Linked DNA regions of Gossypium hirsutum: all the other regions are linked to region 2. A link is a contact called in public Hi-C data. All regions are on one chromosome and are shown on one strand. Each heading gives the region's core, a stretch centred on a gene start, on an enhancer-like site or on the middle of the called end of the contact. The rest is flanking DNA. Distances are from core to core; before and after follow the strand shown.

Region 1 (4,527 bases), core at 1,248-3,747, 160 kb after region 2:
CAAACCAATTAAATTTAAACCAAAAAGAAGAAAAAAAGAAGCTTACAGACTGATCCATTATCGACAATCTCAGCAATCTGTCCAAAGGTGATGCAAGGACAAAAACATGTGATGATACCTAAAAAAAACATTTCAATGATGATAACAAATACCCATTTTCGGGTTCCAAAAGAATTAAAAGGAAAAGGAAAAGGAAAAGGAAAAGCTTACAGTTCGGAATATCATAGCAGCAATCACAGAGTCCTGTGGACCACAGGACTTTCCCAGCAGGGTGCATGTAATAGTTTTGATTACGCATTTGCTGGTTTGGGTCAGCAACAGGAGCGAAAGGTGGTGGAGCCGGTTGCCCATAATGATAAGGTGCTGGTGGCCATTGTGGATGTTCTATTGGGTACATGGCGATGGTCGGTGGGTGTTCTATTAAAGAGTTACCCTATTAATTCAAAACAGAAAAAGAAGACGAATGGATGGATGTTGAAAGGCTTTTGAAATCTATGGGGGGAAAAGAAACCTATTCAACGAGAACAGATTTCCTCTGCTCCCCTTTGGTGTCCGTCTTTCTCATTCTTCTTTCTTCTTTATTTTTTGGGCTCCAATTCTAAATATTATTTCGACACGTGTTCAAAGTTATTTGTTGTTTATAAACAGTTCATTTTTTATTTATTTATTTTAACATATATGATAAAAGAACAACCATTGAATGGACACCAAAAGAGGCACGAAATGAGGAAGAGAAATGGGTTTATATTGAAACTTTGCAAGATAAGTCTGCTGACTGTCTTTAATTAATCTACACCCATTTCTAACCAAATATGCCGAGCCTTTTTGTATGTAATTTTCAGTTAAATCACCAAACATTTTACCACCTTTGACATATTCTAAAATCACCTGTTTTGTTTACCAAACCATGACAACCTAATTACAACCAAAATGGTTTCTTTTTGCTTAACTTTAAAATCTATATTTAATTAATGAAGGAAATAATAAAATATTTACAGCTAGATTTTTTTAAATTTCTTTTTCTTTCAATTCCCAATATTTTTTTTATTTAGATTAAATATAAATTAATTCCCGTTTATCTATTTTATCAAATTTATTGTACCAAGGGACTATCCCAGCAGGCTGTATGCAATTTTGAGTAGGTTTTATTTGAGGTAATGGCAAACCGGTTGCCCAAAGTAATGAAATGCTTATATATAGATATTTTAATTTTTTTTTTAAAAAAAACATGTGATATTTCATCGCAGCTAATGTAATTTAATATATAATGACGACACTCAGCCACACTCACATCAAATGAAAGACTTAATCGAAAACCGTCCGAAATATAGGTGAGAATATCATTCCATGCCACTTCTCCATCATTGGAGCCACAGTGGCATCACATGAATAATAACAATAATAAAATAAATATCATCGAGAACCATCCAAAATATAGATGAAATTATCTTTTCATGCCACTTTCCATCACCGGAGCCGATGGCATTTGGAGGCCTTGATTTTGCTGCCTCGCCATATTTCCATGCCATCCTACATATTCCAAACCATGGAAATGCATGGAATTAAGTGAAAATTTAAAATAAAGTATTTCTTTTCTTCAAAAAAAAAAAACAAAAAATAGTACCAAGAGACATGTCGAAGCCACGGTTTTTGAGCTCGCGATATTCTTGACACAAGGCGCAGGCCTCGCAGCAAAAATGAAGGCAGCAATCGTTGCAAGGCCTATCTTCCAACATGTATTCACTCCTCATCCTGGAACGATAGACACAGGAGTATATGCAAGGACACCCCGTCAATATTCCAATTAATGCGTACAGTGCTCCACTTACTCCGCATGCTGCACCATTTTTTACATATTAACCCACCGCCCTTTCTTCTTCATAACTTGCATCTTATTCAATCCCAAAAAAAAAACTTACAGGTCGATCCATGATCGACGATCTCAGCAATTCGTCCAAAAGTGATGCAAGGACACCAACATGTGAGGCAACCTGTAAAAATTCAATTAAATAAAGTAAGTACAAAAAAAAAAAAAACAATGATGAGAGTCCAACTTAAAATCTCAAAAAGAAAGACTATTTTGGGTTTAGACAGGAACAAAAAAGGATGAGAGGTTTAATAGAAAGGAAAAGCTTACAGTTAGGCAGATCAGAGCAGCAATCACAGAGTCCGGTGGACCAAGGGACGTTCCTAGGCGGTTGCGTGTAATTTTGCTGAGGATATTGGGGGTTAATGGGAACACCAGTTACTGGAGCTTCTTGCACAAAGTGATGAGGATTTGCGGAGGTTGATTGGTTCGTGGGGTATTTGGTCATGACTGCAGATGTTGTGTTCTTCAGACTTAACTTCCTGCAGGAAAAATAAAGTTGAAGGCTACCAGGGAAAACAAAGACGACAGGTTTATGTTTATGTTTATATATAGAAAGTTGAAGCAAGAAGAAATAACACAAACAACACGCTTTCACCACATAAACCGTCCTCAAATAAATCTAGGAATTGTCAGAATATCGTTTGGCGCGTTGAGAAAAAATAAAAACCAATTTCCATCGTATCATAAATGCACACAAGCTGACCTTTCTACCAAATTTCGTAGAAATGAAAGGAAGCTGACGTCAGCAAGACCAAGTCAAATAAAGCGACTGCTACAATAAGCCGCCACCGATGAAACCCAACAACAGAGCTAATCTTCACATTATACTGAAGTACACATCAACTGACATTGTAACAGAAGGTTTAACTGCTAACAGAATATAACAATTTTAACCACCAGTTTGCTGCAACACTTCTTATTTCTTGACAGTATTTGATCTTCCTTTGTTTTAAAACATGAAACCAATGAACTGAGAGATGAGGAACCATGGATAAGGATAAAGATTTTAGATTCAGTTGGTTTGTGAATATACATTCAATTAAAATTTATAAATATTTAGTATATATATTTATATAAATTTTAAATATTTTATTAAAATAATAATCATAATTAAAATTTAATTTTTTATTTCACTTAAAAGTAAAATTAATTTTACTCAAATTCAACTATTTAGTAAAGAATGTGGTTTCATTTTATTACTAAAGCAAGCGATTAGCAGTTAGCTTTCTCTTTTGCTAAGTCTATCAGAGATTTCAAGCCTATATCTCTACGATCAACACTAAATTTCCAATCCACCAAATACAAAATCTTAGGAATAAAAACAAAATTAAATTTGCAGAAACCATTTTTTGAAAACTAAAATTTAGTTATCGACTTTAAAAAACAAGAATTTGAGTCGCCACCGATCCTTTATTGAGGTGTGACCGGCTCACCTTACAAACGATTCTGGTCTGCAAATTTTAAGAAAATAGGTTCGGGAGTCAATTACGCATGAAGAAGGGTTAGCACCCTCGTAACGCCCAAAATCGGTACCAAATTGACTATTTAATGTCTTAGTGTCGAAAATTAAAAAGATTTTGTTAAACTCAAATATTGAAATCTGAAAAGGATAATCAATTATTCAAGTCAGACAAAGAAATTAAGACCCAATACGCTAGGGTACAATTTCTCTAAATCCCCGAACTTTGAATATCACTTTTACTTTATAAGTAAATCTTCATCTCGAGAAAGCAATTATGTCATGCCCAATACGTTAGGACACAACAAATTAAGTTCCCAAAAATGATTTTTACTTATACATTTTGAATAATGAATATTCTCAATTATTTGGAATTAACAAAGAAAATCGAAACCCAATACGTTAGGGCTCAATTTCCTCAAAAATCCCAAACTTTGAATATCGCTTTTATTTTAAAAGTCTTTGAATCAAAAGAAAATGATTTTAATGTTTTATCAAAACCAAAATATGTATTTTTTAAAAGATATGTTAAAAAAATGTTAATGCGATATGAAACAAATACTTTACTTTAAATTATATGTATATATGTATTTTCAAAATATAAGTATAATACATAAATAAATTTTGAAAACATGTATATGCATATATTAAAACAAGCATATATATATATACATATATAAAAACATGAAATACACCAAAACAAAATAATAACAAAAAAAAACTTATGATAATTCTAAAAAGTACATATATATATTACAAAGAATGTATGAACATATATAAATTATAAAATATGAAAATATAAAAATTATAAAATATAAATGTATATAAAATATATAAAAACTATGAAAATAAAATAATAATAAAATATATACATAATATGCCTATGTATTAAAAAACGTTTAAAATATATACATATATATATTAACATACATATGCGTGTAGATATAATAATAATAATATATAATATAACTATAATAATAATAATAATAATGATAATGCTATTGAAAATAATTAATTTAATAGCAATAATAATAAAATGACTAATTTAAACTTAAAACAGAAGTTTAGGGCAAATTTGAAATAAATAAAATGCAAATGGCCTAAATAGAATACGCAATTAACAGTGGAGGACCAAAAGGGAAATTAACCCCATCCTCCAACACGCTACGCAGCAACATGGGCCAAATTGAAACAGTAA
Region 2 (4,200 bases), core at 1,066-3,565:
AATCAAATACAACCCTTACTTCATTGCATTTGGGACAAAGTTCCACATCAATGACTCTCCCAAGTTCTTCCCATCTATATGCTCGCAACCTTCTGTAATTATGATATAAGAGAGGCTGTCTCGTTTGCTGAATCTGCGGCAGTTTTTGGTTTGTTTGGAGGTAAAATTGAAGCCTTTCGAGGTGTTCTTTCTTCATGTTGGCAATGCCGTTTATCCAAAGGCTTTTTAGGCCATCTTGGCATTCGGATAGCTTCTGCAGAGCTCTTATTACTCCATCAGGGGTTAAGCCAGTGCAACCTGGTATGTGAAGCTGAATCAACATATAAAACAACTTCTTAGTTTATATTAATGTCTTAATTACACAAGTTGTATTTACTGCACAGAAAAGAAGATCATAATTTAGAGTTGAGTGTGGTTGTTTTTGATCCACACATATATAAGATAGAGGAAAACGAAACCCTGCCATTGAAATCTTATCCATTCCATATCCTAAAAGGAAGTATATTTGGAAAAGAAATAATAAAAAAATTCGTACCTTACTGATAAGAGGGTTTTGGTCGAGTACCCTTTGAAGCCCATCATCTGTAATTTTGGCACAGTACATGAGAACCAAGGTTCTTAGCCTACCATTTGCCTTTGAAGCAATTTTCATCAGAATCTCATCTGACAACCTCAAGCTCAAAGGCCTTTCAACGATGACGTTTAGCCATGGGAGTACATCCTTTTCCACTGCATCTCTCAGTGACCTGCAAACTTCACTCATGGACAGAAGTTCAAATAATGGAAGGTAGGCCAAGACAAGAAACAAAGCCTCATGGGGTGGCCCTGCAAAACTGGATCGTTTATGTGAACGGGTTGCAAGTTCCATGCTCTTTGCAATCTCCATATTGTTTTGATGAAAGAACTGTCTAGATTATATATAGAGAATATAAATCCTTAACAAATAAGCGACCAAAATATGCCCTAAACTAAAGGAGAAGTAAAATGAAGATGTTGACAGGAGGGAAGAAGGGGTTCAATTGTGAGTTTGTCAAAATATGTATTCCATTTTTCTTGCCCTCTAAGGATTTGCTCCATAGTTGACTAGCTTTAAATTCAACCATACAACTAAGTTTTTTTTTTGTTAGTTTTAAGAAAAAATGGAACATTAAACTAAAACAAATGTTACGGATTATAATCTGATCTTAAGATTGTTGTGTTAAACACCTTCTATAATTACACTATGGTAGTTTCAATCATTTACATTTTTCAACTGTAAGTTTTTCACCATCCACAAACAAGTCACTGTTGACCTGTCTGTCCTTGATGGAAAGATGTGCAAAGGGAGTAGCAACTTGGAGATATGGACCTAAGTAGAGCTTTCTCCTAGTGTCTATCCAACCCTTGTCCAACAATGAAGATCATGTATTCAAGCAAGGCCGAATCACAGGGCAACATTATAGGACCATGACTTGATAGACCAAACTCTTCCTCCGAAAAGCTTTAAGAGTTCAACAAATATGTTGTTGCTGAGATATGACAAGGGCACATGATGCCGCTTTTGATCTGCTGTGTAGATGACAAAATGACCTTTTTCAGCCACCGGTGATTCATCGACACCGCCTGCTATAACTTTTGCATTGGATGTCCTCAGTAAATAAACTCTTTCTCTCTGTTAAACAGTTGTTAAAATGGTTAGTTTGATAGGTTGTTACAAAATCTATTAACCAGTTCATTAGGCAGTTGGTTCTCATATGTGTATAAAACGTCATCAGTGTATTCATTTAAGATCAAGATAATATGACTAAAGAATTCTTCTATACTTCATTTTTCTATTTATACCTATTTTGTGTAGTATCTTAAATGGTATCAGTCGCCTAATCCTGGCGAGTGCTTCCATTATTCGCGTGATGGCACCGTCAACCGATTCTAACTCTGCTGATCCTATGAGTTCGTCGTTTTCAAGTGCTCGTTTGGTTCAATCTTTCCCTCGTCGTGATACGGTAAAGTTAGAGGAGAGGAGCTTTGTTCAATGGCAGCAACATATCCGACTCATAATAGAGGGATATGAGCTGCAGGGGTTCTTGGAGGGCACATTGGCTGCTCCATCTCAATTTGTTGCATCTTCAGAAAGTACGCTTCTTCCAAATCCAGACGCATCTCTGTTTAATTAACAGGATAAACTGTTAGCATCTTGGCTTCTTTCCACTATAAGTTCATTGATTTTGTCGTATTTTACCTTTGCTAAGTCTGCGTGTGAAATTTGGAGCACCGTAAATCGGCTATTTGAAGTTTCTACTGGTGCGAAAATCTCTCGTGTTAAGCATGATCTGCATTCTATAAAAAAGGGCGAATTAACTGTCAGAGAATATGTTGCAAAGATAGAAAATGTTTGTGCGTTACTTGCAGCTTCTGGATCGACAATGTCAGAAGCCGAAAAGGTAGAAGTTGTTTTGGCCGGTCTTTCGGTAGACTTTGATATCGTGTTGACCCTAGCCTCATTCTTGATGGAGACGCTTCCTTTTCAGCGTCTAGTCGACGTTCTCTTGGAGTTTGAGAGTCGACAGTTGCAGGTGGCGCGTGAGGTTCCGATGCAAGCCCACCTTGTTGAACAACCTTTGGTTGCCGCGGTGGTTGACTCAGGTTCGTCGCGCGATGTGCATGAAGGGCGTTCACATGGCCTTGGTTTCCGATTGAGAGTGCAGTGTCAGATCTGCAGTAGGTTCGGTCATTTGGCTCAGTGTTGTTTCTATCGCTTTAACCGTACTTATGGTGGTCCAAATGCTTCCAATACGGTGCGAGCTTCCTCCTCTGCATATGGTGGTCGAAAGCTACAGGGTGGTGTTTATGGTGATTCGGGTTCTGGAGAGAATCTTTTGGGGGGTTTTCAAAATCAACGTTGGCCGCCGTAAGCTAGGGTTGCTTCTTTCTATCGTCATCCTAATATGGCTGAGTATGGAATTGGGTTTGGGTCTAATGATGGCCCATTTGATCTTTATGGTGTGGCTGCTGGACGTCATATGCAAGGTGAGTTTGGGCGTGTCTTGGGTCAGCAATCTGTTGGGCCTTCTGATGTGCTGCATAGGCCGAATCTTGTGGAACTAAGTGCAGGCCAGAATTATGGGCATTCATGTGGGCCGTGGTTTAGAGCAAGTGCAAGCCAGAATTTTGGGCATCTGTGTGGGCCGTGGTTTAGACCAAGTGCAGGCCAAAATTTTGAATTTGTTAGTGGCCAAAATAATGGATCGAAATTTGAGCCGATTAGTGGTCAAAATAATGGGCTGCCCAGTGGGTCAGTCCATGCTAATCAAAATTTTGGGTTGGTCAATGCTAATTAAAATTTTGGGCCCCGTTCACTTGGGCCTAATGCTAATTTTGTTGAAGGTTCCATACCCAATAATACTTCTGAAGTTCTGTGGCAGACTAAACCACGAGTACGTGTTTTTGATTTTGGTTCCTCACAGTGTGTTTACCTACCACGAATTCCTGATTTTCGTGCGTCTGATTTTCGTATGCCACACAGTATGATTCTGATTTTGGTAATACTAACTCGTCTACTCCTATGCCGATAGGAACCTCATCATGGTATCCAGATTTAGGGGTCATTCATCATGTCTGTCAAAATGCATCTGATTTGAATGCCGCTACTCCATATATAGGTAATTCTTCACTTTTAATGGGAAATGGGGCTCCCATTAAAAATTCGTCTGTTGGGGATATTGTTCTACTAATAAACAAGAAGTTATTACACCTTTCTAATGTTCTGTGTGTGCCGAGTATTCAAAAGAATCATATGTCTGTTTCTCAATTTGCTGTCGACAACAATGTATTTTTTGAATTTCACCCCTTTTTATTGTGTTGTTAAGGACATCCAAACACAGGTAATTGTACTGCGGGGCCGAGTTCGTGATGGTTTATACCAATTTTTAGCTGGTTCATCTATTCCTTCTGATTCAATTCCTTCTACTAATAACACTGGGGTTCTAGGTGGCCGATTGAATAATGATGATGTTTTCTCACTAAGGTATAAAAGGCTTGGTCACCCTTCTGCTGAAGTTGTTAAACTTGTACTTAACAAGCGTCAAATTGTTTTGAATAAAAAATGCCTTGATAATGTTTTTGTTGCTTGTCAAAAAGGGAAATAACATAAGTTGCCCTTCTCACACTCTACCACTGAATATATGGAGTTGTTTGAATTGGTTGTCTCTGATTTGTGGGACC
Region 3 (4,723 bases), core at 1,490-3,989, 190 kb before region 2:
GCTTGGGAGAAGGGGTGTGAGGTGGGGAGGGACGGGTAAGGATGGGGTTAACGGGTCCAGAAGAAGAGGAACCCAAGACTCGACCTTGCCCCTTGAAATTCCCAGATGATGAAAATTGGTTGTTGACTTTCTTCATGAATCCACTCCATTTGCCTTTCATTTCATCCATTATTATTTCTCTGGGTAAATGTCCTTTTTGGTTTGAAGCTCCAAACTGAATATGAATAAGAGCAATATCAATAACAACAAAGAAGAAGATTAGGAAGGAAACAAAAAAAGGTAATGAAGGAAGTAAATTGATGCCGAAGAAATGAGTGAGGGAAATTAGAATTATAAAAAGTTATAGCAGACTGAGAAAATCAACAATGAAGAAATAAGAACAAAGAGGGTTTACCTTACCTTACCTCGGAGGATCAGTTGGTCTTTTGTCGATAACAGAATTTTTTTGATGTCGTAACTGTTAATAATAGGTAGATGTAATTGGCAGATGAAACGGACAATGGACCCCACCCACACTTTGAATTGTTCATAACCAAATACACGCCCTCTTTCTCGCTTATCTAAACCAATAACATTCCACCACGTACAATACCCATACTTTTTTTAGTTAACCATTATATTAATACTTCAAACGTTGAATGTTTTGCCTATTGTCTACTCAAGATTTTTGTCCCCATTTTTTTTTGTAACTCGACCCAAGTCGAACAATCAGACCAAGCCTTTTCGAGTTTCCAATCCACTACGTTAACTTTTCCTCCAATTAATCTGTATATTCACATTCATGATTCATCCACTCATTAGCTTATTGCCAATCCCTAGAGCTTTGAATACGCAGAATGTTTCCATCCACTTTGAAGTTGAAATTGAAATTGAAATGAAAAAATCACCAAAGAGAAGAATTTGAATATATAAACGTAAAGAAGTGCGCATCCCAGTAAAATTTAACTCATTTACAATGTACATCTAAGCCAACCCTAGACTGTCAAAGCTCTAGTCGAGACCTCCAATGGCCGTGTACATATGTGCTTCAATCTCACTCCCAAAAGGAAGAGATCTTTGCTTGGAGTTTGAATCCGAAGTTCCAACTTCCACTTCAGTCTCCGCAAAGCCCAAGTCATGCCCTTCTCAAACTGGGCACCTTCTACCTAGGGGTGTGCAAAATTCGGGTAAAATCGAAAAAATTCGGTTAACCGACCAAATTCGATTAATCGATCGGTTAACCGAAATTTTTCGGTCGGGGGTCGGTTAATTATTTTTTAATTTTTTGGTTAACGGTTAATTCGGTTCGAAACCGGTCAGTTAACCGAAAAAATTAATAAATAAAATTATAATATATAAATAGGCCCACTATTCACCTAAACCCACTTCAAACCCAAGTATTCAATCCAACCCAATTACTCAACCCAACCCAATCATAAAAATTACAAAAAATTTAATAAATAAAAATAAAATTCTAAAACTAAAACTAAAGTATAAAAGTCTAAAAAATAATTTAATTATGTATGATTTAATTCGAGTAATTCGGTTAATTCGAGTAATTCGGTTAATTCGGGTAATTTGGTTAATTTGGTTAATTCGGTTAATTTTTAACCAAAAATAAAAAACATATAATTTTCGGTTAATTCGGTTAACCGACCGAATTAACCGAAAAAATTTCGGTTCGGTTAATTTTTTTGAAAAAATTTCGGTTTTGTTAACGGTTAAAAATTTTGAAAGATCGGTTAATTCGGTTAATGCTATTTCGGATCGGTTAACCGGTCGGTTAACCGAATGAACACCCCTACTTCTACCTTATTAAACTTCTACCTTATTAAATGAACAAGAGGAGCCAAGGTCCCCTAGAAAAGAATCGTTCATTTGCCGTGTTCCACAAGGTTCTAGCAAACTTGCCTGTCAAATTTAAAGTTCATTTCATATCCCCCCCCCCACCACCCCCAACAACAAACCATCAAAGATAGTAGTAGTAACCGAGAGAAGATCGGTTTTGCCACTGGAAACATTTTGTTCCTTCTTCCGCCGATCATTATGCTGCTGTTCGAGATTCCGACATCTCCTTGCACCATGGGCAGTCAAAATGATCTCATCCATATATTAAGGGATCAATTATAGTTTTACCAGAATAAGTGAGGCATCGGAAAGGGAATCAAAGCTTCGGCCAAAGGGTTCAGCACCCAAGCTGTAAGCTCACCTTCTTGGAAGTACTGAGGTTCAATCAGGGTCAGTAGCTACAGAATCTTTGATTAAAATCTCATCATGATTCATGAATGGATGATCGTAAGGTCCAAGATAATATAGTGATGAACTCAAAAATTGGAAAAAAAAAGTTCGCCCACAAACTTCAAGTGCTTAAAACTCCAAAGATAACGAGCTTACCAGTAAAGAATTGAAGCTAAATTGGCGTTCAAGAATGAATGGTTACCGTAAGGCAATCGTCCTTCTAGAGCATCGAATAGGTATAGAAAAATTATTGCCCTAGCTTCAAATCCATATTTCAAACGTTTTACTAGAGAATGATATAACGCTGTACCAATGTAGAAAGCTATAGGGTAAGTATACAATTTGAGGCATTGGATATCACAGCTTCAATTATGTCCATTCGATCATCATGTTGCCTTGCATAACCAAGTTCCAAACGATAATCAACTTGTTCTAATTGGATACTAAATCCTAAATTTCAACTCCAAAAGCAGTTGTCAATATTGAAACAATAGCGATAACTTGAACCAAACCCCAACTTTTTTTTAATCAAATCGTAAATTGAATAACAGAGATGCAATAATAACAACATATAATTCTTTCAAGATAAATCTCTCAAATCATCCAAACACATCAGAGATGAAATTCAAACAAAAAGATTATTAAAAAGAAAAGAAAAAGAAGTAGCCCAAATACAACAGATCTAAAATTCGCAGCACTTATCTCAATCGCGATTCTTAAGCCTCTCAACTCGCTGATTCAACTGCTCGATCTTAACAACAAGGTTAGTAACAGAGTAAAGAAGCCAGTACAAAATAAGAGCTGCAGCGATGAGAAGCGCGTTGCGCTGGCTCTTCATGATGGATTTCTGGTGACGGAGATATTCGGAAGGGGTACAGGAATCGGCGTCACAGGTAGGACGCGTCTCGTATTTCCAGTATATATCCATGAGGAGGAAGAGGCAGAAAGGAACCACCGACATGAAGGGCTTGAGGAGGTTACGTGTGACGGCGATCAAGCCCTTGCGGAGTCCGTCAAGGCCTGGAACTGTGAGGAGGAGCAACATGATGGCTTCAGCGCCGGCGGTGTAGCCTAGCACTACCCATTCTAGAGCCATATCTTTTGCGGGAAATTTTGACAAAAAAACTGTTAGATCTGACTTAGGTTTTTTGATTTTGAGCTTTGTAAACTGGGGGTTTGGTTTTTGTATATGTGCTTTTCTTAGCGAGGAAGGAGGGCAGAAAATGGATTTATTTTATTTTTTTAATTTATTATTTTATGACTTCATCGTACAGATGGCAGATTTTAAAAAATGGGCTTTTATTTATTCGGATTTGGCCCGATTATTTTCTCAACATTATTTTTTTCAACTCAAATTTAACATGTTTATATATTGTCATACAAATTTTCAAAATATCTATACTATAATATATAAAAAAATTATGGCTCTTGATTTTTATATTTAAAATTTAATTTTAATATAATTTACTATTTCATTTGGTAGTTTAAATTCTTTATTTTTACTAAAATGTTATGTGAGATTTTAAGAATTTTTAACCCCCTTAAATTTTTTATTAAATTTAGATCAATTACAATTTCATTTTTTGTTACATGAATATCAAATGAATAATTTTTAATAAATTTAACACAAGAATTATAATGATGTTAATTAATGGATCTATATTTTTAAATTCAAAAAGTAAAAGGATTAAATTTCTGAAAATAAAATTATAAAAATTAAATTCCAAATATACAAAAATACAAAAATTTTTAAAATGTATCAAAAAGGCCCTTAAACCTTTTCAAAAATAAAAGCAATTAAGCCCTACTTCTTTTTGCACTCAATTGGGTACTTGAACTTTTAAAATGCATTAAAAAGACCATCAAACTTTTAAAAAAAAATTAAGCCCCTACTTTTATTAAAAATTAGAAAACAATTATAAAATATATAAAAATATAAAAAAATTATAAAATTTTATAAAGTCGTAAGAAAATTATACAAAATGTAAAGAAATATAAATTTCGTAAAAAAATTATAAAAATTATCGTATCAAAAGAAGCATTTTATAATTTTTCTATAACTTTTATTGATTTTTATTTTTTATCATATTTCGCCACATGTCATGCTGTGTTTAGACCTGTCCATGGCTCGGCCTAAAGGCTCGCCCAAAAAGTGGGAGGGTTTGGGTAAAAATATAGGCCCGAAAAATGGGTTTGGGCAAAAAAAGTTCGTTTAGAAAACGGGTCGGGCCTCGGGTAAGGCTTTTTTGGCTCGAGCCTGGTCTAAACATGCAAAATAAAAAAAAACTACAGTTCTTTTTCTTTCTTTTTTTTGCTGTTTTTTATTATTTTGTTGCTATTTTCTTTTCTTTTTTTTTTTGACTATTTTGCTACTATTTCACAACTATGTTGCTACTATTTTGTTATTATTATTTAGATATTGTATAACTCTTATTTTATTATTAATTTTGTTACTATTTTAGAGGCATTTGTTTGCTAAGTTGTACATATCTTAGTGTTATTTAAG

The links. A called contact is a pair of places that touch in the nucleus more often than the background predicts.
Region 1: a contact with region 2 is called in a Hi-C map of leaf, with 3 times the contacts expected there. The contact joins the promoter of LOC107920937 here to the promoter of LOC107922203 in region 2. A contact is called at or near these places in 15 of 34 Hi-C or Micro-C datasets (anther, callus, fibers and 3 more).
Region 3: a Hi-C map of leaf shows a contact between it and region 2, with 3 times the contacts expected there. The contact joins the promoter of LOC107922091 here to the promoter of LOC107922203 in region 2. A contact is called at or near these places in 13 of 34 Hi-C or Micro-C datasets (anther, callus, hypocotyl and 2 more).

What each region holds. Positions count from the first base shown.
Region 1 is chrD01:45,551,544-45,556,070 of Gossypium_hirsutum_v2.1, forward strand. LOC107920937 (protein PLANT CADMIUM RESISTANCE 2) reads right to left here and starts at 2,498. Exons shown (of 4, transcript XM_016850770.2): 1 at 2,138-2,498; 2 at 1,920-1,991; 3 at 1,625-1,837; 4 at 1,306-1,530. The coding sequence starts at 2,315. The coding sequence ends at 1,445. It overlaps LOC107920936 (protein PLANT CADMIUM RESISTANCE 2), which reads right to left and starts at 1,010. Exons shown (of 4, transcript XM_016850768.2): 1 at 211-1,010; 2 at 47-118. The coding sequence starts at 397. It overlaps LOC107920964 (a long non-coding RNA gene), which reads left to right and starts at 4,422. Exons shown (of 2, transcript XR_001690841.2): 1 at 4,422-4,527.
Region 2 is chrD01:45,396,713-45,400,912 of Gossypium_hirsutum_v2.1, forward strand. LOC107922203 (F-box protein SKIP28) reads right to left here and starts at 2,316. Exons shown (of 4, transcript XM_016852097.2): 1 at 2,219-2,316; 2 at 1,822-2,141; 3 at 536-1,651; 4 at 1-310. The coding sequence starts at 886.
Region 3 is chrD01:45,210,438-45,215,160 of Gossypium_hirsutum_v2.1, forward strand. It overlaps LOC107922091 (plant UBX domain-containing protein 2), which reads right to left and starts at 2,740. Exons shown (of 5, transcript XM_041086535.1): 1 at 1,807-2,740; 2 at 405-1,145; 3 at 1-214. The coding sequence starts at 169. LOC121213660 reads right to left here and starts at 3,481. Exons shown (of 1, transcript XM_041086536.1): 1 at 2,777-3,481. The coding sequence starts at 3,313. The coding sequence ends at 2,921.